Linked DNA regions of Mus musculus: regions 1 and 2 are each linked to region 3. Evidence: chromatin contacts called from public HiChIP or PLAC-seq and promoter capture Hi-C data. All regions are on one chromosome and are shown on one strand. Each heading gives the region's core, a stretch centred on a gene start, on an enhancer-like site or on the middle of the called end of the contact. The rest is flanking DNA. Distances are from core to core; before and after follow the strand shown. Region 1 overlaps Gm11725 (a long non-coding RNA gene). Region 2 overlaps Cyth1 (cytohesin 1). Region 3 has its middle 21 kb from the start of Gm34128.

Region 1 (4,480 bases), core at 410-2,909, 520 kb before region 3:
CCGCCCATCACTGGCTTCGACGCCCTCGTCTGAGGGACGCTTCAGTGGACCCAAGTGGACCTCGAGGGGCCACAGCTAGGCTCTGGCTTCAGTTTCCCTGCTGGCTGGGACACTGCCTGTTCCCAGAACACTCTCTGCCCCAGAGGCCGTTCACCCTGGGTAGGGGCCCAGGATAAAAGATGCCACCCGAGCTATCCCTTTGATGGTGGCATCAGCTACTGCCAGGGTGAGCTGGTGATGGGGCGGGGATGGAGGTCACTTCTGCTCAGAGGCCTGTAGCCTTCTGCCCATGTTCGAGCCAAAGCCCAGCTAGGAGGCCTCAAGCCCCGGTTGCAGGGAGTCCTTCTAGTTGAGAGGCCCTGTGCTCAGCAGACCCTGGGCTGACTGGCCTGAAGAGCATGCTGAGAGGAGAACCCCACTCTTGTGACTGTGAATGGAGTAAGGGGAGCGGCCAGCCCAGGGGCTGAACGAGGACCACCATGTGTGCCCCTGCTGAGGGGCAGCTTAGGGCTAAGGCGGGATGCTAGGGGCAATGCCAGTCCCCTCGGCCTCCAAGTCTGTGCTTCTTCCTCCCTGAAGGCAGCCAGTTGTGCCTGATGCTACAGGGCCTGAGAAAAAGACAGGCTGGACATGGTGGCACACGCCTTTAATCCCAGCACTTGGGAGGCAGAGGCAGGCGGATTTCTGAGTTCGAGGCATGCTGGGCTACAGAGTGAGTTCCAGGACAGCCAGGGCTACACAGAGAAACCCTGTCTTGAAAAACAAACAAACAAAAAAGACAGAAGCACACGGGACTGCTGTGTGTGTGTGTGGCTGAGTGGACTGTGCAAACAGTGGGACCCTTAAAAAAAAAAAAGTAAGAATTTGATAGAACATTAAACGGGACATGAGGCGTGTCTGTGTTCATGGGCTCATGCATTCTTGGGTCACCAGTACCAGAAACCCATCCTGAAGTAAAGAAAAAGCACAAAGAAAGTACTGTATAGCCATGTGTAAACTCACAATACACATGCACAAAAGCTCTGAGGCCACCATGTGTAAACTCATAATACACACAAAGGCCCAGTGGCCACTATGTGTAAACTCATAATACACACAAAGGCCCTGTGGCCACCATGTGTAAATACACAATACACACAAAGGCCCTGTGGCCACCTGGCACTCACATGGCAGGTGGCGGAGTTGGACTCTAAAGGCAGACCTGCCAGGTCCTCCCTGAAGGGCCGGCCCATTAGACCTGACAGTCTGAGGAACTGCCCCTTCCTAAGAGGCAGGGTTTCTTGACACTGTGGTACCCAAGACCCAACTCCCTGTTACCCAAGTTTGAAGTCTGGTTCTGTCTAGTCATTCTCTGGGGCCCCATTTCTTTATCTGTATATTATTATCTCTATTTACTACTGAGTTATTTCTCATGACTCATACGCAACACGTAGAGTAGCCCAGCCACATAAATGGCCTGGGTGGTGCTCCCCAACCCCCTCCATGGTCTCACTGTGGGCCTCCGTTTGCTCTCCTGGGGTTACCTCCTGCACTGACTTACCTCCACCTAAAGAAAGCCAAACCACCCAGCAGTGAGTATAGATCTGGGGCCATCTTCCTTCCACATCCACGCTTCCAAGTGGAAGGAAACACAGCCTACAGCTCCGGCCTTTGCTGAGGGCCACTGCGCTGCAAAGGGCTCCCTCTAGCGGTGCGAAGCTGCTCCCCTGGGCCCTAGCTCACCCTGGGGAGGAAGTGGGAAGCAGCTGGAATCCAGCTCTTTCTCCCCTGGGCGGTGTGGCAGGGTCTTAAGGCTCTCAGCTTCTGGCCCGTGTGTGGAGACGCCTGTAGACTCGCCTTTGTCTTTTCAATCCTTTGAGCAGCAGACCTGGATCAATGCAGCAGCAAGAGTAGAGGCTCCAAGAAGAGAAGCTGCCAGTTCGCGGCTGTCTGCGGGGGAGGGGGAGAGAGGATGGGGGCGGGGGGCGGTTCCAGGCCTGCAGCACAGACCACCCACAGTTCGAGGCTCTTACAGATGGCAGAAAGGGGGGGCATGGAAACCTACAGCTTCCCCCCCCCCCCACACAGGGTTTCTCTGTATAGCCCTGGCTGTCCAGGAATTCACTTGTAGACCAGGTTGGCCTCGAACTCAGAAATCCGCCTGCCTCTGCCTCCCCAGTGCTGGGATTAAAGGCGTGCGCCACCAGCCTACAGCCTTGAAGTACAGACAGAGAGAAGAGGGTGGAGGAAGGGGTGCATGGGTAGGTACTTTGGGTGGGCGTGTCGGCTGCGGGGGTGGGAGGTGAGTGACCACTCTAGAGAACTCTGAAACACTTTTCCTCTTTGGGGTTTTGAGACAATGTCTTGTTGTGTGACCCTGCCTGGCCTAGAACTCACTACAGAGCTCAGCTTAGCCTTGAACTCCATGCAGTCCTCAAGGGCTTAAAGAATAGGTATGCCCTCCATTCTCTGCTCTCCCCAGCCACTTGGCTGACACGGAATTCACTCTGTAGAACAGGTTAGCCTGGAACAGTCTATGTAGACCAGGCTAGCCTCAAACTCATAGCAATACTGTGGCATCGACCTCCTGGTGCTGGGATTCCAGGCAGTGTACCACTCCTGACCCCAGGCCTGCTTTCCTCTTCCTTTGTTGCTTGCACTCACCCCTATGTCTCCCTGTGCCACCTGTGTCCCCCTGTACCCCCTATATAGCTGAGAATGACCTTGAACTTCTGACCCCACCCCACCCCCGACTTCCACTTCCTGGGTGGCAGGATTTCAGGCTTAAGCCACCGCTGCCACATTTATGTGATCCTAGGGGTGGAACCCAGGGCTCCATGCACACTAGGCAAGCATTCTGCCCGCTGAACTCCCAGCCTCCAAAACCTTTTAGGACATGTTTTCCCTGTGCAGCCCTGGCTGTCCTGGAACTCACTCTGCAAACCAGGCTGGCCTTGAACTCAGAGATGTACCTGCCTCCGGACTGTTGGGATTAAATTCATGTGCCACCACGCCAAACCCTTCTTAAGGACAGACTCCTAGGGCCCTTTGCAGCCCGCTGCTTGGGCTGGTCTGGAGGGGAGCCTAGGCACCTGCATTCATACAGACAGCGAGTGAGGCTGATACACAAAAGCCTCCTCAGCTCCTGTGACATCCATTGCCACCTAGGAGCATACAAGCCGGGCCCCAGGGCCTGGACCTTGAGTTATGAGGGCCAAGGATACCCCTGTTTATATGACACACACCTGGGATTCTGAGAGGGATACAGCATTGGGAAGGAGGAGCCCCAGGATCAACAGTGCAAGCAAGGAACAGGCACGGACCCTGGTGACCTCCACCAACCCCATGTATTCAGGAAAGGACACACCTGTCCTCGCCAGCTCTGAGCAAAGTCTGGATGGCACTCACTGTCACCCCCGCCCCTGCCACAGCAGCTGTGCACCCATGTAGCCCCCACACTCCCTGACCACTGGTGTCTGAATGACCCGTCCAGTCCATGGGATCCTCGTGAGCTGAGCCCAGGTCCTACCTATTTTGTGCTTTTCTCACTGGGATGAACACTGACCAGAAGGGACTGGGGAGGAAAGGGCCACTCTGGAGACGGAAGCCGTGTCCCGTACATGCTAGGTGACCGCTCTGTCACTGTCATATCCCAGCTCTCTTTTTGTTTGTTTTGAGATTAGCTCTCACTATGTAGCCCAGGCTGGCCTCAAACTCATGAATCAACTGCACCAACCTTTTGAACACTGCAGCTGTTTGTTGCTGGTGTTTTCAGACAGGGTCTCATGTAGCCCAGGCTGGCCTTGTACTCCTCCTGCCTGGACTTCGCATGTGCTGGGATTACAGGTGTACACTATCATGTCCAGGGTATGAAGTGTGATGGTCTAACCTAGCACTTCACAGCTGTGCTACACCCCAGTACTTGCTGTCTGTGAGGGCTCTGATCTCTTCTTTTTTTTTTTTTTTTTTTAAAGATTTATTTATTTATTATATGTAAGTGCACTGTCGCTGTCTTCAGACACTCCAGAAGAGGGAGTCAGATCTCATTACGGGTGGTTGTGAGCCACCATGTGGTTGCTGGGATTTGAACTCAGGACCTTCGGAAGAGCAGTCGGGTGCTCTTACCCGCTGAGCCATCTTTCCAGCCCTGATCTCTTCTTAGGACCTTGTGTAAACCCGGTTTCCTTCTTCTTGTCTTTGAATACCATCCCACTTGGTTAGAACCTCAACTGTGGGGGGGGGGGCATAGTTCTGTCTATAATCAGTGTCAGTAAAATTCTATTCTGGGGTTTGGGGGGGGACATAAACAATGCCCACCCTTCCTCCTAACAACAAATCCAGGCACAATTCCTCTAACATTCACTCGGGGGAACCAATGGCTTTATCAGACTTTCTTACGGAGCATGGGTGATTGATTGATTGATTGATTACAGGAGTGATTGTTGCCCTCGACCCTCTCAAAGGGCCACACCAGAAAATCTCTACCCAGCAGGGAAAACTT
Region 2 (4,086 bases), core at 651-3,150, 830 kb before region 3:
GAAGGCATTGTGACATGGTCAGGGGGGTTTGTTGCATTCCAGTTTGTAGGGCAGCTTTTCAGCTTGGGCTCACAGAAGCTAGGACTCAGGCCTGTCCCCTGGATTGCCATGAAGTCTCGTGATTAGCCCAGTAGGGCTGCTGTATGAGCTACTATGATTCTTCCTTTCTTCCTTTCTTTCTTTCTTTCTTTCTTTCTTTCTTTCTTTCTTTCTTTCTTATACATGAGCATGTTGCTGACACACCAGAAGAGGGCATCAGATCCCATTACAGATGGTTGTGAGCATCATGTGGTTGCTGGGAATTGAACTCATGACCTCTGGAAGAACAGCCAGTGCTCTTAACCACTGAACCATCTCTCTAGCCCTTGATCACTTTTTTGAGAATTATACTAAGAATGGTTTATTGAATTATGGAGGTGAGATTTGTGAAGGCCCAAAGCCAGGGACTGATGGACAGGGCTTTGAGGAGCTGTAGTCGGGGACTGGAGGACAGGGCTGTGAAGTCCTGATTTGCAGAGGATATGAATCAAAGGTACCCAAGGGATAAAGCTGTGAGATCCTGAGAAGTGGGGGTGTAAGGGTTCATGGGGGTCGAGGGAAAGGACTGGGGAGCAGAAGCTGTGGGGCCAACCTGTGGCCTGTGCTCAGAAGATGGAGTTCATATTTTTAACCTTCTCAGGCCTTGACTCTTCATGCCTCATTTGAAGTGCATCAGTAGGCCCTGGCACTACCTTAGACATAAATAGAGTAGGTATTTGAGCCTTTTATTGCTTAGCTGCCCATCTCTCATAGCAGCTTCTCAGGTCATATGGCATCTGCCCTGGTTACCCGCACCCAGGGTGGTATGTCACAAAGGAAGACAGGTGTCTCTGATCTGCCTAGAACGTGGACATTCATCTCACCCAGAACAGAAACTGCTGTCCTTGAAACAGCCCAAGGCCTCCAACAGCCCTCCAAAGGCCTCTGCCCTCTAACCCCCTCCTTATAGTCCTTCTAGCTCCCCACTGAGTCCCATACTCTTCAGACCCCCAGAGCACATGTCCAAGAGTGGCCCAGAGTCTGCCTCAGCCCACACAGGGGAAACACTATGTCCTTTTAGTCCTTGATGTCTCTGCAGTCCACATCCACTGTGCTCAGGGACCATTATTGGGGGAAATGGTAGAAAGGAAAGATTATAGGTTTGATTGTTTTTTAAAAAGATGTGTAAAACCGAAGGTAGAATTGGAGTTAAAAATAAGTTGCAGATTGCATTACATGTTTTAAATAGTCTGTTCAGTTCTACAAACCAGTAGGAAGGATGGCAGTCAGTAGGAAAACAACCCCCAAGGTGTGGACAGTAGCTCATGAACAGAAGTGCTCTCGTGCTTCTGGAAAGGCAGCCTTGATGGCAGTGAGGCCAGTGCAGAGATCAGTCCTGGGAATGTCCCCACCCGTCAGTGCAGTTCATTGTGGACCGGGCTGGACACATCAAACTCTAGGAATCCAGACACGTACTGTCCCACTGCCAGGAGATAAGAAACAGGAGTGACCTGTCCTTCCCGAGTCAAGATCATCTGGGAATCAGATCTAATGCCAGAGGTAGAGATGGGGTTTGGATCACTAGACGGGTTTTGAATGCAGCTGAGTGCATTGATACAGGATTCTTCAAGGGCAAAAGTTGAGGAAGACACTCTCCCCACAGAGGGTTTCAGGACAAGACAAGGCAGGCCACAGCAGCGAGGCACAGAGAGCAGACTTAGTGAAAGCCACCAGTACTGCCTAGATTTAACTGTCAACCCGACACAAGTACAGTCATCTGGGAAGGGAGTGAATTGAGAACTTGCTAGATCATACTGGCCTCTGGGCATGTCTGTGGGGATTCCTTGGTTGGCTGTTGATTGATGTAAGAGTTCATAGACCACTGTGAGCTCACCATTTCATGGGCTGGGCCCTAAAGCTAACTAAGACAAACTAAGTAAGCAGACGGCATGGGTATACTCATTTCTCTCAGTTTTTGACTGTGACTCACTGCTTAAAGCTCCTGCCTTGGTTGCCCTGCATTGAAGGACTGTGTCCTGGAATTTTAAGCCAAACAAACCCGTTCTCCCCAGAGTTGTATTTAACCAGGGCATTTGTCACATTAACAGAAATGAAACTAGGACACCACCCAGTGATGTCATGGTATTACTTGTATTGTTACCGACAGCTTGCTAAGGAGCCTCACAGTCCACTCCAGGAACACAGGGAAGCTTTTCTGGATCAAGCAAGTCTTCTTGTAAGAGAGTTGGGGAGAACTAGAGCTGAGTGCTGAGCATGTGCACAGGGCCCTGAGACTGGACCCTGCTTCAAAGTTACAGGCTGTGAGCAGTGAAAACACATGACACCCTTTATAGTGCCGGAGAAAATCAGGCTAGGGGATGGATCAACTGGTAAAGTGTCATATAAACATGACACTCTGAGTCCCATCCCCACTCCCCTGTAAAAGTCGGATGTGTAATTCCATTGCTGGAGGAGGTGGAGACAGGAGGGTTCCAGGGGCTTTCTGGCCAGCAAGTCTAGCTGAATGATCTCCAACTGAGAAACCCACTCCCAAAAATCAGGTGAAGAACTGGGCATGGTAGCACACACCCTTAGTGCCAGCACTTGGGAGGCAGAGGCAGGCAGATTTCTGTGAGTTCGAGGCCAGCCTAGTCTACAGAGTTAGTTCCAAGACAGCCAGAACTATGTAGAGAGATCCTGTCTCCAAGATAGATAGAGGAGAGAAAGGGGGGGGGGCAACTGAGGAAATACTTGATGCATATACCTGTGAATACACCTGTAAATACACACACTTGCAAATACACACAAAGTAAAAATGAAGTGTTTATAAACGGAATGCAAAAAGTTACTAACGTTGTAGTGTGTATACATATATGTGTGTGGCATGAAAGACACATATAATATAACGTACATTGCATGCAGAAGAAGCCAGACCAAACCCATACCACCCTCAGTGGTTGTCACTGGGCAGGATCAGATTGCCTGCTACTGTTCTCTACTTTCATCTGTGAATGTGTCTCATAAGCAGCATCAAAAATATGCAGAAAAGAACATCTTGATGTGCTGCATCAGAAACCAGGAAGGGGACACTACCCAGTGCAGTGTGCAGCTTCACTGTGGCCACCATCAGAAAGAATAGCCGGGGCTGATGTCCTCCAGAATCCTTGAGCAAGGCTGAGCAACCTGGCACAGTGTTCAGGGTGGCAGATGACCAGTTGGTAAACTCAGGCAATAGACCACTTTGAGCTTGTCTTCCTTGGGAGCAATTTACTCTAGTTTTATATTAGTGTTGCTTGTGACAATGCAGGATTAGGAATAAATGTAGATCAAACAACAGTGCCCTTTACACACAGGAACACAAATTCCCACAAAGTCCACAATGACCATTGTAATCCTGAGCGGATGAGCACTGCTGGAGGGTGTGGGCATCCACACCTGGTGTCAGCACACACTACAGGGCAGCAGCAGCAGCCCACACAGTGGATGTTGTCACACAGGAACCGAAGCACAAGTAGGAACCCAGAAGTCACATAGCTGCAACCAACTGACTGAACAAAAATACCAGTGTTGGTGCCAGAGAAACTAGGTGCTCACATATGAAAGAATGAAACCCGACCCTTCTCTCCATCATAAACAGTCAACTCCAGATGACCAAAGACCTGAATAAGAATAAAAAATACAAAACTAATAGAAAACGTAGGGCAGCACTGTAAGATGTTATAGATAACGATACTGTGGCTAGGAGCCCCAAACAAAGGCAAAAACAGACCTGTGCAATTTATCAAACTAAAAAACTTTTGAGAAAAATATGTAAGCTGTGTAGAATATAATATCCAATGTACAAGGAGCCACATAGAAGAAACCTAATTAATTTCTGCATCTTAGAACTTGGGAGGTGACGCAGGAAGATGAGAAGTGAGGTCATCTCCAGCTATGCAGGGAGTTTGAGACCAGCTTAGACTACATGAGGCTATCTAAAACAGATGTAGAGACAACGGAAGAACAGAGAGCAGGAGATTGAAATAGAGCTTGAAAGAAGCAATACAAATAGCCACAGATGCACTGGGC
Region 3 (4,102 bases), core at 1,052-3,551:
CTTTATTTTATGTGTATGAGTTGTGTTGTGCGTGACATACATGCAGTGCCCACAGAGGCCAGAAGAGGGCGGAAGATCCCTTGGGCCTGCAGAGTTATCAATGCTTGAGAGCCCAATGTGGTTGCTGGGAATTGAACTCAGAACCATCTGGAAGAGCAGTCAGTGCTCTTAACTGCTAAGCCATCTCTCCAGCCCTTGGTTTGGTTTTTTTAGAGACAGGGTTTCTCTGTGTACCCCAGGCTAGCCTTGAACTCTCTTTGTAGACCAGGCTGCCCTTGAGCTCACAGATTAGCTTGCCTGTGCCTCCCAAGTGCTGGGATCAAAGAAGTGCACCACCACTGCCAAACATTATGTTTTGTTTTGAGTCTCACATAGCCCAGGCTAGCCTCTAGCTTGCTATCTTCATGCCTCAGCCTCCCAAGACATTCCTTCAATGATTTTTCTCATAGTTTTATCATTTGAACTTTCTATACAACTTTTCTTGTCTTCTGTCCAATGTCCAAGCAGGAGGGGGTCATCTCCCCACTCCCACCTCCATGTCCAATTCCTGTGGTCCCTGATGCGTCTGCCTAAGGCTTGGGGACATTCCCAAGATGGTAGTTTCAAGAAGGCATCTTCAATGCCACCATCCTTTTGGACCATCGTTCACGCCTGAGAAACACTCCTTCAGGGAGTATGTGATTGCTGGTAGCTTGGGTGGGACCGTGGAAGGGAGAAAAAAAAAAAAAAAGGACCCAGCACAGCAGGGGAGGTGAGAGAAGAGAAGATCTGAGCTGAGTGTCTGCTGCCGTTTGGGTGGAACTGCCTGCGTGGTGCCCGATGTCCCTTAGAGCAACTTGCCTTGGCCATCTGTCTGCCTGTCCTTGCGCACCTTCCCAGCCCAAGGGCAGAAGGCTGAGGACTGAATGCCAGGCCAGTCCCTACCCCCTTCCACCCCCCCCCCAAGGGACCATCCAAGTCCTTGAAAACATGACCTCCTCATCTGGTCATTGCAAATTAAGATTGGTCCCCAGCCCTCTGACCTCTCAGCAGTTTGACCTGAGATAAATAAAGTGTCCTGTTTGCTTAAGAAACTGACTGCAAAGCCCAGAGGCCCAGACGTGAAACATAGACTGGGAGGGAAGGGCTCTGTTGGGGGCCTGGTGTCTGCCTGAGGCACAGGAGTTGGGAAAGACTGAGCTCCTCCTGGCTTGGGGCTGCCACTTCCTCACCACTTCCTGCCTGTCCTTCAAGTACAGGGAGGGACAGAAGCTCTGCTGCCCAGGAGGACCGATGGATGAGTCTCTACTCACCTGCCCCCACTCTCCTCCCCCACCCCCCACCGTGTGTCACCTGGTCCTTGGGAAGGCGAGACCTGGACATCCTGGAGAACTCTACAACCCTGGGACCATAGACACCTCCCAGATGTGTGAGCCACACCCTTTCTTGTTTAATGAGGTGACCCCCAGCAGGCTCTGTTACCAGGAATTATTTCCAGTTCACTGGTACCGTGAAGCTCAGAGAAGTGAAGTTGCTGGACCAGAGCAGTGTGGTGAGTGTCAGGTCACACACGTCCCCTCCCCTGTCCTGGTGTCCTTTCTGTTGCTGTGATAACAAAGGACTTAGGGAGCTGGAAGCATGGCTCGGTGGTTAAGAAAGCAGACTGCTCTCACAGGGTACCCAGGTTTGGTTCCCTTTGGCTCTCAGGATCCCAGCTCCCACCCAGGTGGCTCACAACCTCTTATGGCTGCAGCTTCACAGAGATCTGGCTTTACAGACACCTGCACTTGCACGCACATATTTGCACACACACACATACATATACACACATAGTTAAAAACTTTAGATCTCTTTTTTTCTAGTTTGAACTTTGATTTTATTTTGAAAGAAAGCACATACTCATTGTTTTTTAAAAGACAGCTCTCATTTTTAAAAATTTTTGGTTGATTTCTTTGTGAGTTTCACATCACGCACCCTAGTCTGACTCATTTCCCCATTCCCTCATATCTTCCCTCTGCCCTTGCAAAAGAAAATAAAAAACCCACACAAGCAAAAGGACTAAGCCTAGGAAACATCTCATCGTGGAAGCTGTGCTGTGTCGCAGTGTGTCCCACAGAAAGTGTCCCTCAGTCCACACATCTTCACTGGCAGATGGCCGTCGCAATGAGTCATTGGTCTGGTTCAAGGTCTCTGGTTTCTGTCACACCGTCAATATTGGATCCTCGCCAGGACTCCTCCCGGTTATCCTGTTGTTGCCCTGTGCCCTGGAGATCCCAAGCTCTGGGTCAGCAGGCCTGGCCCTTTCCCATGCTCCCACGGTTCACAGATGTTGTAGATTTGGGGATGGGTCAAATCAAAGCCCTGAGTCTGGACCTGGGTGGAAGCTGAGCTAGCTGATCAGGCGCTCTCACATCCGCGCCACTAGGGGGCGCTCTCCAGCCCTGTCTGTCTGGGCCACCCAATCCTGCCATCCGCTGGAGGCAAGGTCAGCTCTCTCCTGCTTTCATGCCCTTGGGACCAGTTCATCCGCACCCACACCTTCAGAGCCAGCTTTAAATCCCTTTTTAGTAGTATTTTTTCATGTTTTGCTGGTGTTTGAGGTGCGCCGAGCTGAGCCTTCATGTGGGGGCTGGGAATTGAACCCGGGTCCTTCGCAACAACAAGTGCTCTTAACCCCTGACCCAACTCTCCAGTGCTAACTCTCTTTTTTAAAAGTGGTTTTTAAAACAAACAACGTAGGGGAGAAAGGATTTAGTTTAGCTCACCAGCCTAGGTTATAATTCTTCATTACTGGGCAGTCACAGCAGCAGGAGTTTGAAGCCAGATCCTTCAGTCACACCCGCAAGCCAAAGCAGAGAAACAGCTTGCGTGCCTAGTTCTCAGCTTGCTTTCTTTACCCAAGGAACGGTGCTACCCACCTTCAGGCTGGGTCTTCCCACATCAGCTACAGACGTCAAGACCATCCCGCCACAGACATGTCCACTGGCCACCATGATCTAGCTAATCCCTCACTGAAAACACTCTTCCCAAATTACTCTAGGCTGTGTAGAGTTGACAATTAGAACTGATGTCCCCCGACCTCCCGCGCTGGCTTCTCGTGCTCTGCCCCTCCCCTCATCTCTCTTTCTGTCTCCATCTCTCTTGCTCTCTGTCTCTTTGTCTCTCTGTTTATCTTTCTATCTCTGTCTCTCTGTCTCTGTCTCTCTTGCTGTCTCTCTCTGTCTCCCCCTCCCACACCTCTCTTTTTGTCTGTCTCTCTTTGCAATCAGGTCTCTATAGTCTACAAAGGCCACACTCCAGTCCCTGGGGAGAGGGTCTGAAAACAGGATTCTGTCCCTGGAGCTCTGACTCAAGCCTTCGCTCCCCTGCACCGCGATGTCCACAGCAACTCTCTTGTACTTTTCTTCAAAGATACCTACCTCTCTCAGCAGAGCTCCTATTCAAGGTTCAAATGGGAATCTCTCTGCCTTTAAGGCCCAGTCACAAAGTCTCTGACAGGACACTGTACACCACCCGGTCTGTGGTCAAGAAACTCTGTCTCTGGCTCCTGCCCATCCCAAGCACAGAGAGGGCATCCCGCCCTGGACTCCTGAGCTCCAGTTCTCACTGGAAGAGACCTTCCAGAGCCAGAAGTGGAGGCTTGACAAAACATCTATGCACATCTACACACACACACACACACACACACACACAGAGAGAGAGAGAGAGAGAGAGAGAGAGAGAGAATGTTCTAGACAACCTTAAGCTGCATAGCCACCCTAGTTCTTCCCGATAAAAAGGGGTCCCCAGCCCTTCCAGCCCAACTGCTGCGACCTTGTAGATAAACACCCATAAGCAGAGCAAAGCAGGCCAGAACTGGATCATCTCTTCCTGAGGCTCCCAGCCAGCACCTTACTTAACTCCAGACATCAGCCTTGAGGAAAGGGCTGTGAAGCCTCTGGGCCCTTCCCTACTCACAGCCTCTTCAGCCTGCCCAGTCCTGTCCCTGAGGTTACACCCACCCACTTTACAAGCTCAGGTCCCCTCAGACCAGTTTCCTTCCAGAGTTTGGGGGGGGGGGAGGGTGCTGTTCCTACAGTGAAGCCCCAACCTCCTTCCTTCAAAGTTGTGATCAGGCGCATCT

Evidence for each region. HiChIP or PLAC-seq counts read pairs in DNA pulled down with a chosen protein or histone mark. Capture Hi-C pulls out chosen DNA fragments and counts their contacts.
Region 1: a FOXA1 HiChIP or PLAC-seq map of pancreatic cancer cells shows a contact between it and region 3. The contact joins two enhancer-like sites.
Region 2: a promoter capture Hi-C map of adipose tissue shows a contact between it and region 3. The contact joins two enhancer-like sites. A contact is called at or near these places in 2 of 484 Hi-C or Micro-C datasets (embryonic stem cells and pro-B cells) and 1 of 9 other capture datasets (adipose tissue).

What each region holds. Positions count from the first base shown.
Region 1 is chr11:117,910,095-117,914,574 of GRCm38.p6, reverse strand. It overlaps Gm11725 (a long non-coding RNA gene), which reads right to left. Exons shown (of 3, transcript XR_001780380.2): 3 at 4,066-4,480. Among named protein-coding and RNA genes, the nearest start is that of Tha1, 39 kb to the right of the region's middle. Within about 2 kb of position 1,659, at least 63 of the 459 cell types and tissues checked have an H3K27ac peak or open chromatin away from gene starts, as enhancers often do. A contact at or near this core is called in pancreatic cancer cells, where this site is marked.
Region 2 is chr11:118,214,050-118,218,135 of GRCm38.p6, reverse strand. All of the region lies in intron 1 of Cyth1 (cytohesin 1), which reads left to right. Among named protein-coding and RNA genes, the nearest start is that of Cyth1, 32 kb to the left of the region's middle. Within about 2 kb of position 1,900, at least 91 of the 459 cell types and tissues checked have an H3K27ac peak or open chromatin away from gene starts, as enhancers often do. A contact at or near this core is called in adipose tissue, where this site is marked.
Region 3 is chr11:117,388,415-117,392,516 of GRCm38.p6, reverse strand. No RefSeq gene overlaps it. Among named protein-coding and RNA genes, the nearest start is that of Gm34128, 21 kb to the left of the region's middle. Within about 2 kb of position 2,301, at least 41 of the 459 cell types and tissues checked have an H3K27ac peak or open chromatin away from gene starts, as enhancers often do. A contact at or near this core is called in adipose tissue and pancreatic cancer cells, where this site is marked.